2 separate regions of the Sus scrofa genome follow, and region 2 is linked to region 1. The links are chromatin contacts, called in public HiChIP or PLAC-seq maps. All regions are on one chromosome and are shown on one strand. The core of a region is the stretch at or near the end of the contact, and the rest is flanking DNA. Distances in the headings are between cores, read along the strand shown. Region 1 holds the start of KLLN (killin). Region 2 has its middle 100 kb from the start of PTEN.

Evidence for each region. HiChIP or PLAC-seq counts read pairs in DNA pulled down with a chosen protein or histone mark.
Region 2: an H3K27ac HiChIP or PLAC-seq map of alveolar macrophages shows a contact between it and region 1. The contact joins the enhancer-like site here to the promoter of KLLN in region 1. A contact is called at or near these places in 1 of 5 promoter capture datasets (liver), 6 of 47 Hi-C or Micro-C datasets (alveolar macrophages, blood, embryonic fibroblasts and 3 more) and 1 of 2 datasets of contacts at active chromatin or transcription factors (alveolar macrophages).

The regions. Positions count from the first base shown.
Region 1 is chr14:99,923,533-99,930,505 of Sscrofa11.1, reverse strand. It overlaps KLLN (killin), which reads left to right and starts at 1,619. Exons shown (of 3, transcript XM_021073704.1): 1 at 1,619-1,702; 2 at 2,072-2,260; 3 at 2,263-6,510. The coding sequence starts at 1,619. The coding sequence ends at 2,835. It overlaps PTEN (phosphatase and tensin homolog), which reads right to left and starts at 450. Exons shown (of 9, transcript NM_001143696.1): 1 at 134-450. The coding sequence starts at 212.
Region 2 is chr14:100,026,766-100,033,018 of Sscrofa11.1, reverse strand. No RefSeq gene overlaps it. Among named protein-coding and RNA genes, the nearest start is that of PTEN, 100 kb to the right of the region's middle. Within about 2 kb of position 4,823, at least 5 of the 83 cell types and tissues checked have an H3K27ac peak or open chromatin away from gene starts, as enhancers often do. A contact at or near this core is called in alveolar macrophages, where this site is marked.

The DNA.
Region 1 (6,973 bases), core at 370-2,869:
GATCTAGAAATCTGATTAGGGTTAAATGTTATAGTCACCCAAACTATGGACATTTTTCGCATCCGTCTACTCCCACGTTATAAGAGCGAGTGACAGAAAAGCAAAGAGGAGCAGCAGCCACAGAAATGGATACAGGTCAAGTCTAAGTCGAATCCATCCTCTTGATATCTCCTTTTGTTTCTGCTAACGATCTCTTTGATGATGGCTGTCATGTCTGGGAGTCTGTGGCTGAAGAAAAAGGAGGAGAGAGATGGCAGAAGCTGCTGGTGGCGGGGCTTCTTCTGCAGGATGGAAATGGCTCTGGACTTGGCGGTAGCTGATGCCCCTCGCTCTGCTGCCGCTTGGCTCTGGACCGCAGCCGGGTAATGGCTGCTGCGGCGGCTGCTGGATGGTTGCAGCGACTGGGCCTGCTTCTCCTCAGCAGCCAGAGATCTGGCAGCGGCGGCAGCGGAATGGGGAGAAGACGAATAATCCTCGGAAAGGCTGCCTCCTCCGGCGGCCTCTGGAGCCCGGGCCAGGGGGGGTGCGGCGGCGGCGGAGGGGAGGTTTAAAACCGGCCCGGGTCCCTGGATGTGCCGCCGCCGCCGCCGCCGTGTTGGAGGCAGTAAGAGGGGAGAGACCAACTCTCCGGCGTTCCCAGCCCTGGAAATGATGACAGGCGACTCCGACCCCCTCCCCGGAGCTGCAGCCGCCGCCGCCGCCGCCGCCGCCGCTTCTCCCCCCCGCTCCAGGAGCGGGAGGTGCCGCCGCCGCTCCTCAGCCGGCTCCCGCCCGAGCCCACGGCTTCCACCGTCCCTTTCAGAAGAAGCCGAGGAAGAGGCTGCACGGTTAGAAAAGAGGACGAAGAGGAGGCGAGAAACGCCGCCGCTGCCGCCGCCGCCGGCCGGCCGGCTCCCCGAGGGCGCTGCCCCCGCGGCTGCTCACAGGCGTTGAGAGGGGCTCTGGGCCGCGGCCGCCGCCGTCTCTCATCTCCTTCGCCTGAGCCCGGTCTCGCCTCACAGCGGCCCAACTCTCAAACTTCCATCATGGCTGCAGCTTCCGAGAGGAGAGAACTGAGCGCAGCCGCGTCCCGGCTCCGAACGGGTATCCTGCCGCAGTGCACAAAGAGTCCCGCCACATCACCGCCCGCCAGCCTGCCCGCCCCCTCCGCCGCCGCGCTAGGGGCAGGGGCGCCTGGGAGCCCGAGGGGAGGCGGGAGGCGGGAGGCGGGCCGGACCGCGCCAGGGGAGAGACGCGCAGGGCAGGGCTGGGGTTTTAGGGAGGGGGCAGAAGCGGCAGCTCTGGTGCGAGCGCCGAGTCCCCAACCTGCTGGCGCCACTGAGCATGCCCAGTATGACTGCCCGGGGCTCGCTCGGGCTTGTTCCGAGGCCCCCTCCTGAAGCTGCACTTGCTGCGGCTGCTTCTGCAGCAACGCAGGGTGGGGGGACGAGCTGAACCATAGCCTGTGCCCAGCAACGCAACCCGAGGCAGAATAGGCTGTTGCGAGCGAGACAGGGGGGTTAAGGTGAAGGCTGAGGCAGGTTCTTTGAGCAGTGTCACTGACGCGAGTCTGAGGTTACCTGTGCACAGGTGGGAAAGACCAGGTGACTGCGCTGGTAGTGTACCGGGAAGCGCAAGGATGGTCCCTACAGCGAGGACACCTCTCCCCTTGCCCCCAGATTTCCCTGGCACGGCCTGCAACCCCCCGTCCTTTTGCACCGCTGTCGGATCACAATCGTTCGCAGGGATTTGACTGCAGCAGCCTCTGCCAAAAAATCCACCTATCCCCCACCCCCACCCGTGTCCTCAAGGTGTCAGTCTTAATACAAAGAATCCCCTATTGTGTCTCTAGTGTGTATCACCTCATCCGGCTCCCTTGCATCGCCCCACCTCCCGCTTCCCCGGCAACCTGGTTCATTTGCCCTAAAATTGAAAGGTCCAGCAGAGCGTGCTGAATATGAACACATCGCCCCTGAATTTCTAGATCCCAAAGGACAAATGTCCAGGTGAAATGAAAGCTGATACCCGACGCTGGGATGCACCCCAGCCCCCTGGAGAGCAGAGAGCATCTCTCCCCTCGGGGTTCCAGTAGGGTTCACCGCGTCGAACTGAGCCAAAGACTCCTCGCCCCGCCCCCTTTTGGGCCGCTGTGAAAACCTGGCTGGCTGGATCGCCCCGGGGCCCGGTTCCGCGCTCCACCACCCGGGCGGAGACTCGGGTTGCTGGGCCGGAGAGTGAAGTACGCGACGGTAGGAAGCTGCAGCCCCGGCGAGTGGGCGGAGCCGAGGAGACCGAGGAGGGTTCAAAAAGAGGTGGAGGGATATACGGGCCACAGTCGGAACTACTTTCAGGGGGAGGTCACGTGTGATCCTAGTTGGGGAACTTTCCAAATTCCCACTCCCATTTGATAACTCCAGAGGCAAGTGTTTCGCTTCTTTTGCCCAGAGGGCTCCCGCCTTTCAGAAGCAGAGGGACCCCAGAGCCTCCTGGGTCTTGGTGGAAAGACAGGTTCAGACGAGCCTCCCGCTGAAGCGCTGTCGGGACTGGAGCCTGAGGAGCTGGTTACACAAGCACCCACATCCAAGCACGTGCCCCCGCCTCCCCTCGCCTTGGTCGCTGCCGTTGATTCTTGCAAATCTTAGAGCGAGACTTCCCAAACTGGTCGCACCCTTCGCCTGCTACCCCCAGAGCAAGCTAGAGGCCGGAAAACTGAGACTCCGCGTTCTAGATTCCCTAGCACCGCGACTTCTCAAACCCTGGGGGTCTGGAGCTAGTACACTACCCCTTAGGGCGAAACTTTCAGGTACTGTATTCTTGGGGCAAAAGGGTATCTCCGGGCAGCAGCCCGCTGCGTGAATTTAACGATGTTGCAACAAACTTTGTCACTGCCTCTGAGCTGGTGAGCGTGCCCCACCTACTGTAGACTCAGCCAAGTGACTTATCTGGTCGGAGAACCTAGTCAATGGCCTTCAGCCCAGAACAAACTTGTCAAGTCTGCTTACTTGGGACTGATAGACCTATCCCGTGAGGGAGCTGATTCAGAAAGGCTGACAACCAGAGCGCATTGACCAGCTGCAAAGTGAATTGTCCACCTTCGTTTGGAGAGGGTGGGCAGCAATACCAACCTAGAATTCCTTCTTTCTATCCCCTAGGAAGTAGAATTCAAGTAGAATTCGAGTCCAAAAGTATTTAAGTTGATAGGTTGAGGTACTAATAGTCTTTTAGATCTGAGAGAATGGAATCAGTTTGCATTTGTATTGCTGTAATTTTGAGTAGGTGCCTAGGAAGGTCTAAAGAGGATTTATTCAGTGTAAGAGAAAGAATATGGTATATGAGCACATTACAGTTGCAGGCAGCCCCTGAAGACTAGAAACCCCAAGAGAGCTAGTTTAGAAGCCACAGACCATTACCTAATTCCAGGACTACTAATTAAACCAGGGATATTTACACTATTCTTAGAGATCTCTGAGGTTCCATAAAACTTTAAATTTACATGCAACCTCCTTTTAAGACAGCGCTTCAAGAGTTAGCCACCTGCTGAATCTTCAGTGTTGGTAATTATTGGAGACTGGTTTTGTGTATGGTCCTGGTCAGCCTAGGGGAAGAAGAGGCCACGAATGGAAAAAGAAATAGAGAGCAGCCTAGAAAGAGTAGAAGAAAGGCCTCTAATTGGTTTCCAAAGATGAAAATCTTGGAGTTCCCGTGGCTTACCAGGTTAAGGATCCAGTGTTGTCACTGCAGCTGCTGTGGCATGGGTTCGATCCCTGGCCTGGGAACTTCCACATGCTGTGGGCATGGCAAAAAAAAGAAAGAAAGAAAATGAAAATCCTGTCCATGCAGCCTAGTGTAAGCTAGAGATTTCTTTATTTTATAAATCACCAAGAATAAGAACTTCCTGATTTCTAGGTGTTCCAAGAGATTGAATGATAAGAACCTGAGAGCTATGTTCAAATGCTTAAGGAGGAAAGAGAAAATGAAGATAAAGTTAAATGAAGTGAAGTGATTAGGGAGGGTTAAAACATCCCATGTTTTTTTCTCAGGTTACTGATCTTGTCCCCAAGAGTTCCTGTTATTAGCACTGCCCTACTTTGCCCAGACCCCTCTGCCCCGCCTATGTGAAGATTAGTCTCACAGTATCTGAGACTAATACTGTCTCAGAACTGAAATCCACTTCCTGGGAAGAAAATGGATTCATTCCTGCCCTGTTGGAGTTAGACATGAGGAGAGAGAATCCTTTCCAATTCTCGTGGCTCAAGTTACTCTGGTGCAGAGAGGGTGGGCATCACCAGCATTAAAGTGCTGGATTATGAGACTGGACTACAAGCACTTCAATCTGCTGAAGGAAGAAAATGGGAAATAAGTTTTGCTGCTATTCTAAACATCAAGTCCCTCTACTTCTCTCTAGTGGTGAGTGAAAGGACCACCAATGTTGGCAGATAACTGGCCAGCCTTACAGCAATATCAGGTGGTTATTAGAAGTTAATGAATAAAAATGTCCTCCGTTTCCTAGTGTCAAGTGGGTTCCTGTATGAAATCCTTTTTTCAAATTTTGTTTTTCTTCACTGTCTCCTACCCAAGAGATCTCTTTACTCAGGTGGTAGAGCTGAAACCTCTAAATAGCTGACCCCATTTATTGTATAGAAAGTTTAAAAAACATTTTTTTTTTCATTTTCAATTGCAAGTATCTGCTTGGCTGTACAGATATTACAGGACATTGGTTCCCAGACACTTCAGTTCTTTACCTGTCTGGATTCACATTGTCCTAGAGAGAAACAGAGGCTTGTAACAAAGAAAGAATTATATAAAGCTTCAGGGAGACTAACTATATAGAACAATTAGTGAACAAGATAATCCAGCTTTAATTATAGTTGCTAACAGCTGATTCCAAAACTGTTTTGTTACTGCACTCAAAGAGTATCCAAAGAAAATTCCTTTCTTATTTTCTTTGATAATTGAAATGACCAGCAACTTGATGGGGGTGATATAAATAGTTTATGTGCTCTTTGTAGGTCCTGCTGCTAAAATGTCGTTGTTGAACATTCTGATTGCTATAGTGCCTTTCTCATCTCCCACACACTGACCTTTCAAATAGAGATCTAAATCAATGGCTTTAATTTTTAAGCAATCTTCTCTATTTTTATCTGCTTAACCACTGTTTTCTAAATAACAGAGAATAAAAAAATATATAATAATTATAGGTTTTAGTGTAAACCATCCATTCTTCCAATGATGTGAAGGCTTTTCCCTTATTTCATTTATCCTAATTACAAATATTGCTGTTCTTTTAAATAAAGATATTTTGCTTATTTTTCTCTGGAAGGTACCAGGATGGATCATATAAGCAACCGTATTCTAAAAGAGAATTTTCCACTAAAGTTCTTTATTCCCTCATCTCCAGGAGCTATTTCAGATGGCTGTGTCTCCTTTCACATCTCAGTAGAGAAATGTGCTGTAAGAAATTATCACTCTCAGAGAAATAAGCGTTGGGCTGGGTGCTTCAGGGAGAACCATAGAGAATGGACGAGGCACTCACTGTGTCCAAGTGGCATTTCGAAATGCCAAGACAGACAGCTTTGACTGTTTTAACATCCAATCTAACACTGGCTATTAGATATTCCACTTTGGTTCCCTTAATACTAATTCTAGCCATATGGAACACATTTTTTGCCTTTTAGCTATCCCAATAGTAGAAAAAGCTAATTTTTTGTGTGTGTCACCAGCAGATACTGGGGCATTTATAGGTGCTTCACGGAGTAGCCCTCATTTGTCTAGGTGTAGGAGGGACATTCAGAAAGAGTCAAGGTTGGAGTTCCCACAGTGGCTCGGTGGTTAATGAACCCAATTAGAATCCACAAAGACGTGGGTTCCATCACTGGCCTCGCTCAGTAGGTTAAGGATCCAGCATTGCTTGGATCCCGAGTTACTATGCCCATGGTATATGCTGGGCAGCTGTAACTCTGATTGGATCCCTAGCCCGGGAACGTCCATATGCCAAGGGTGAGGCCCTAAAAAGACAAAAGACAAAAAAAAGAAAAGAAAAGAAAGAGTCAAGATTAACTATTGCCTTGGTCCTACAAACCTTTCCCTTTAAAACATCCTCTGGCTTCTGAGGTATCACTTTTTCAGATAATAAAAAAAAAAAAAAAAAACTTTTTGAAAGAAAAATGCATGGTAAAAACTGTTTAAGGTAGCTGTTTTGTCTGTGTTGACTGTATAGAGTCTTAATTCCATTCAGTCATTTAATAATTCAATCAACAAATATCTGGGACTTCTGTTCAGTTCCAATACTATGCTAAGCTCTGCAGACAGAGCAGTGACTATGGCATATAGGCTCCGGTCTTTATGGAATTTAGTCTCCTTGAAAACTTGGCTTCTTTAACTGACACTATTGCAACTTCTTCACAGCCCAGGAGTAAAGTTAAAGCTGTAGAAAATACCTAACATTTGATAACTGTTTCAATTATCTATTGCTGCATAAAAAAAACCACCATAAACTTGGTGGCTTAAAAGAGCAACCACAGAGTTCCTGCTATGGCGCAACCGGATCAGTGGCATCTTGGGAGCACTGGGACACAGGTTCAATCCCTGGTCCAGCACAGTGGGTTAAGAATCTGGCATTGCTACAGCTGCAGTTTAGGTCGCAACTATGGCTGGGATCTGATCCCTGGCCCAGGAACTCCATATACTGCAGGGCGGCCAAAGAAGGAAAGAAAAAAAAAGAAGGCGTTCCCGTCGTGATGCAGCAGAAACAAATCTGACTAGGAACTACAAGATTGCGGGTTCAATCCCTGGCCTCACTCAGTGGGTTAAGGATCCGGCGTTGCCATGAGCTGTGGTGTAGGTTGCAGACAGACATGGCTCAGATCCCATGTTGCTGTGGCTGTGGTGTAGGCAAGCAGCTGTACCTTTGATTAGACCCCTAGCCTGGGAACCTCCATATGCCACCAGTGCAGCCCTAAAAAGAAAAAAAAAAACAACAACAACGACAACCACC
Region 2 (6,253 bases), core at 3,574-6,073, 99 kb before region 1:
GCTTGCTGACACCTATCATTTCCATTTTTCTATTACCCATTTGGTGGTTTTTATTTTTAATATTAGATGGTATACTTTTTGCTGTAAAATTTCCTTGTGGTTCTTTTTATAATTTCTGTTTCTCTGATGAGAACTTTTATCTTTCCATTCAGTTCAAGTGTGTTTATCTCATGGAGCATAATTATAATAGCTGCATTTACATCTGATAATTCTAACATTTGGGTTATCTGGAGGCTGGCATCTCTTCTTTTTTTTTTTTTTCCTTAAAAATTAGTCATATTTTCCTGGTTTTTCCTGGTTAAGTAATTTTGGATATTGGATTATACCAACTCTGGGTCTTATTGGAATTTGGGGGGAAATACTTGTTTTTGTTTAATTAAGCAGGAATAAGCCCAATTAGGCTTATACTGCAAATTCTGTCTTACCCTTTTTTTTTCTTTTCCTTTTTTTAGGGCTGCACCCATGACATATGGAGTTTCCCTGGCTAGGGGTCCAATTGAATCAGAGCTACAGCTGCCGGCCACAGCCACAGCCACACCAGATCTGAGCTGCTCTGCAACCTATACCACGGCTCGCGGCAACACCGGATCCTTAACCCACTGAACAAGGCCGGGGATCAAACCTGCATCCTCATGGTTCCTAGCTGGATTCATTTCTGCTGTGTCACAATGGGAACTCCCCATCTCAACTTTTTTTGAGTGGTGGTTCCCATCTCAGTTCCATTTTCCAGGACTTTGCCGTGGTTTCTTGGGTTCGTCCTGTGTGTGCCAGCTCAGGACATGGAATTCCATACACAGAATTAGAGGATCCCCTTTTCCAAATCTCAGGATTTTCCTCAGGACCTTTTCAAGATTTTCCCACTCTCCCCCAACCCCATGCTCTCTGGCCCAAAGGGGACTTTTTCTGGTTCCTCTGGCCAGAAATCTGGATTTCTCTGAGTTTTAGCTACTCATGTCTCCAACGCTGTGCAGCTCCACAAGTGGGGCCCATCTTAAGGCAAAGCTGTAAGAGAGGGAAAAAATGCCAGACATCCTCATATAGGTTGCTTTTCTAAGTTTTGACTCTCCTTCACCATCTGCCTGTGTCTGTTTACTTTTCTGAGTTCTTAGGCACTTTCTTTTCACATTTGCTCCAGATGTTCTTAGTTGTAATTAGCAAGGAAGATGGACTTGAGTGGTTTTAGTCCACCCCAGCTGGAACCAGAAATTCCCCTGCCTGCTTCTCCAAATGCTGTCTTCCACCACTCTCCCGTGACTTACTCTACTCCAGACTTTCTCTTCTGTTTCCCAAATGGCCACTTGTGCCTACAACAAGCCATGGCACTTGTTCTTCCCAGTGTGTAAAATGTTGCCCCACTCTAAAATGTAAACTCTGAACTTTTCTTCTACACCACCATAATTCCACTAGGCATGGAAAGCATGCAACACATACTTGTTGGATGGCTGGTTGGCCTACTTAACAGAGAACCAATTACTTTGAACAGTCCAGGTATTCTACTTCAAGCAAAAGTAATGTACCAGTTTATTCAATCAATGTAATACTAAACTAGAAAATAAAAGAGCTCTCCTTTTGAGTCTTTATATAAAAATGTGTGCCAACATCTTATCATCTTACCTGTCAAGAACTATGCAAGATTCATAGAATTGCTTTCTCTCTTATGGCTCAAATAACTATTAAATATTTCTATTTGCCATTCATTTTGCAGGAGGTATACCTTGTACTGAAGTTTGCTTTTCTTCTGTCAGTAATAAAAAATATTGGCATGACCCCATTGTCCATTTGCTGTTTAGGGTCTGGGGTTTTGTTCACTTTGTGAATTTGATTCTGTTTAACAGGTAGCAGACTGCCTTGTTCCAAACCAGTTCTGCTTACCAGTTGTTACACCTGAGAAATTTAAGTCCTCTGACTTTGTTTTTGTGCAGAAAATAAGATACAACTACCTAAACTTGAAGGGTGTGTAAAGCATGTAAAATACTTACCACAGTGTCTGGCATATACTGCAGGGTCAAAATAATATTTTCCTATCTCTGAACCAGCTTTCCAGTACTGAGTTAATTTGAGCTTCCCTATGCTTTTCTTACTGCTTTCCCTTCTTTTCTTACTTTGGCTTCCTCTCTTTTTTCTGGGCTCTTTTATTTTGATTTCTAGGTAGCTGACTTATCACAGAATTCTCATGAGTTTTATTTATGTGTCTTCAGGTTTTCTGAGGTGGAACTATGTTTAATTTTCTTGAGAAAGGTTCAAGTTGCTTGAGGTCTTCAACTAATTCCCAGTCAAAAATCTACCTCAGTCAATCATGTTCATAGTGATATTTTTGTTTTAACCTTACTGGAGTTTTTATAGAAACAATGGCTTCAGTCTTCTCCAAGGACAGCTAAACATTAAATGATGTCTCTTGAGTCTGGCAAAAGGGAAATTTTACCATATGCCTAACCCTTTACCAAAGACTAAAACTTATTTTCCTTTTCAAACATTCATTTAATATATAGCAATAATAATAACAAACCCACGAATCGTGATGGCTGTACACAGGAAAAAAAGTATTAGATAGCTAATTACTTAAAGAACATTTGTAGTTCCCTTGTTGAGGATAACTATGTAAAATGTTAGACTTTCCTGACAAAGATATCTTCATGGAAATACCAAATAAACCTAAGAAGTTTGTTAATTTTCACATCGGTGCAATTTATTTTATTTTTATTTTTTTGTCTTTTTGCCTTTTCTAGGGCCGCTCCTGAGGCCTATGAAGGTTCCCAGGCTAGGGGTCGAATCAGAGCTGTAGCTGCCGGCCTATGCCAGAGCCACAGCAACACGGGATCTGAGCCGCGTCTGTGACCTACACCACAGCTCATGGCAACGCCGGATCCTTAACACACTGAGCAAGGCCAGGGATTGAACCCAAAACCTCATGGTTCCTAGTTGGATTCGTTAACCACTGCGCCACGACGGGAACTCCACATCTGTGCAATTTAAATACATTTTTCTTCCTTATAGACAACAAGGATTAGAATACCAGGAAATCTCTAATTTCAAAAACATGATTATAATTAGAAAAGGAAGAATAAACATAAGCATAAATAGTATTATCACAGTGAATGTTCTTAGATATTTTAGTGTTTCACAATATCTTCAGGTCACATTTACATATACATATAAATAGAAAAATATAACTAAATTTACCCAAAATTTAAATTCAGATATCTCAAGAAGAGTAAACATCACAGTAAAAACGTGGCTTATATCCTTGAAAATTAGGTTGGAGGTTTACTTATCAATGTTTAAAAGAGAAATTCACAATACTATTGGAATGTAGGGACTTTTGAATTCCAATGAGGTAGGTTCAGGAGATATTCCCAGTATGTGAAGTTTAACCCTTAGGCCAAGATCAATGGATATATGCAGTATTGTTTTTTCAAAATTTACTTGACATTCTTTTCTCATATCGGGGAAACCCATTCAGATACCTCAAATTCTTCTAAAGCCAAGTAAAATGTATTTTTTAAAAAAAGCCTTAGACTCAGGTAAAAACAATGAAAAACTGCCAAGGAAATGTCTTTAAAAACACCTTTTAAAATCCTATTTTTTTAAAAAGAAAAGCTAATAGCATTTTCTTTCAGCATTTTATGTCCAATTATATGTATCATTGCAAATTTCTACCATATCAAATTAATTTAAATATGCCATTTTTCCTCAATCACAAAGTTAAACTTCTTGGATCTCGAAAAGGGATAGAAGCGGGGGCGGGGGGGGGGTCCCTCTTTGTGAAAAAACATCTTTTACCTTTAGATATTTACAAATTTCCAGAGGTTTTTGCTTATGTGTTAAGAATATATAGCACTAGGCCATAAATTTCAATTTTGCTTTTTGTGTAACTGAAAATTTACAACTTGTTTCCCATTAATATATCATAAGTGACATTTCCTTTTAGCTTTACAGAAGTATTTAAGGCCATAACAGAACTTTTAACTTCTACTGGAAAGTGATAGCAAATATTTCTAAAATGCACACACACATTTAGTAAGATCGTAAAAAGAATTTTAAATGAACTCAACTGAGAATAGAGAGAAATGGATTGTTTACATAAATTTTGCCAAACCAATTTAGAAAACAAAATAACTCAGAACATTATGACTATTTTGAGTGGTAGTCTTTATAAAAATTCTCCCTAGATATACCAAATAATAATCTTAAAAACTTAGAATGTAGTTGTACAAGGCCAGAATAAATTTTTACAGAGGATGAGTGCATCTTGTTGATTAAAAGCATGAAAAATTCTAACTACTATTTCAGGGCTCTGTTAAATTCTCAGCTTCCCGGTGAGACCTATTCTGGACTTAACCTATTCAATGCTGCAATCTCTCTATTTCTGCATACCTGGTCTTCTTTACCGACTCCACATTTTCCCCACACAGCACTTATTAACTTATATATGGTATGTTTATTATCCCTCGTTAGAATGTAAGATCCATGAAGATGGGCATCTATTGTTCATCCATTTGTATCCCAAGTACCTAGAACAGTGCTTGACTCATATTAAGTGTTCAGTAACTATTGGGTGACTCACAATTCAGTTTTATTGCATCATGTTTTAAAGTGTCACTTTGCGTTTTGCTTCATTCTCAACTTCCTCTTCCTTGCTCAAGAAAGCCTTCCCTGACCCTTCCAAAGCATTAGTCATAATATAATTAATTACGCTACGGTAAAAAATTGTCCCCAAATCTCAGTGTAAATTAATATCTTGTTTCTTGCTTATGTTAATATCGAACACATTTGATGTTGGAGAATTTGAGGAAGTTCTGCTTCATAGAGTACTTCAAGATCCAGGCTGACAGAGTTGCACCATTTGGAACATGTCATGTCCTCGGTCACTGTAGTAGAGAGAAGCTGAAAGATTGTACAATGGATTTTATTTTCAATGTCGTTCCTTGGAAGTGTCACATCACTTTCACTCCTATTTCATTGGAACAAACTAGTTACAGTGGCCCATCTAACCTCAAGGGGGTGGAATTTAGCAGAGCATATGGAATATTTAGTTATCATAATATCACATATAATTATTTTAATGAAGTCTATTTCCTCTACCAGAGTGGAAACTCCTCAAAAGCAAGAGAGGGTGTCGTTTTGATCTCTAATATATTCCAAACATCTGTTATATAAAGCAGGGATGTGATAAATAATTGTCAAAGTTTAAAATCAGTTATTAAAAATAATTAACTTCTTTAATTTTTTAAGGAAGAAATACTCTCCATAGGAAAGCATTTCTATTTTTTACGTCCATCAGTAGCCAAATGGTATGTGATATAAACATTTCCAATATATCAACTTTGGTTAAATGTGCAACTTAGAAAATAACCCATTAATGCACACAGCAAGATGCTACCAACAAATTCATTAATATGCAAGATTCATTACTGTAGTCAAAGGTCATCCAGGGCTAACATTATTTTCATTATAATGAGTTATAATACTCCACTGAGAACTGTTTGCCTAAATTCAGCTATTTAATCTCTATAATTGGAGTCTAGCACTTTCAAACATCTAATTCACCCACACACCCACAACCTCCCTACACACACAGATGTGTGTGCACACACTTATAAACGGCCCATTAGGGCATTACAATGGAAAAAGAAAATAGAAACTGAAAGGGCATTTGTAAATGTGGGATATCATTTAGACAACTATAGAGAGTAAGCAGAAAATCCTAAAAATATACATAAAACAAAAGCTAGAGTTTGATAAGCTACAGAAACCAGTTTGAAGAATTTTACTACAGTAAACAGATTTGACAAAACTGAAACACTAGAGCCAGAACTACAAGCCTTACTTCACTCCAACACAAACAAAATCTCTAACCATTTTAAGCACAGTGAGAATCCACATGCAACAAAGGTGATATAAATTTTAATTAAAAAATGAAAAATATAAATCCTTCTTAAACACTTCATTAAAAAATATGCAGCTTTATTTTAAAATGTGGTAATGCTCAAAGATGGCAGTTGACTTCACTCATATAGGTAAAAATGTTCTTAAAATATCAATACATTTGTTTATATGTACTGTCCTCCAATTTTTTTTTCCAATTCTCAAGTAACTGTCAAGAGTTGTAGGTTCTAAGCACACCATTATACTATACATGATTAAGTTCCAGAGCCAAAGGCAAACCATTCATGAAATAGTTTTTTGATGTAAGTCTCATGAGTACACAGATTTAAAGTGATAAACCAGCAGTAGCTTTTTTTCTTTTTTGCAA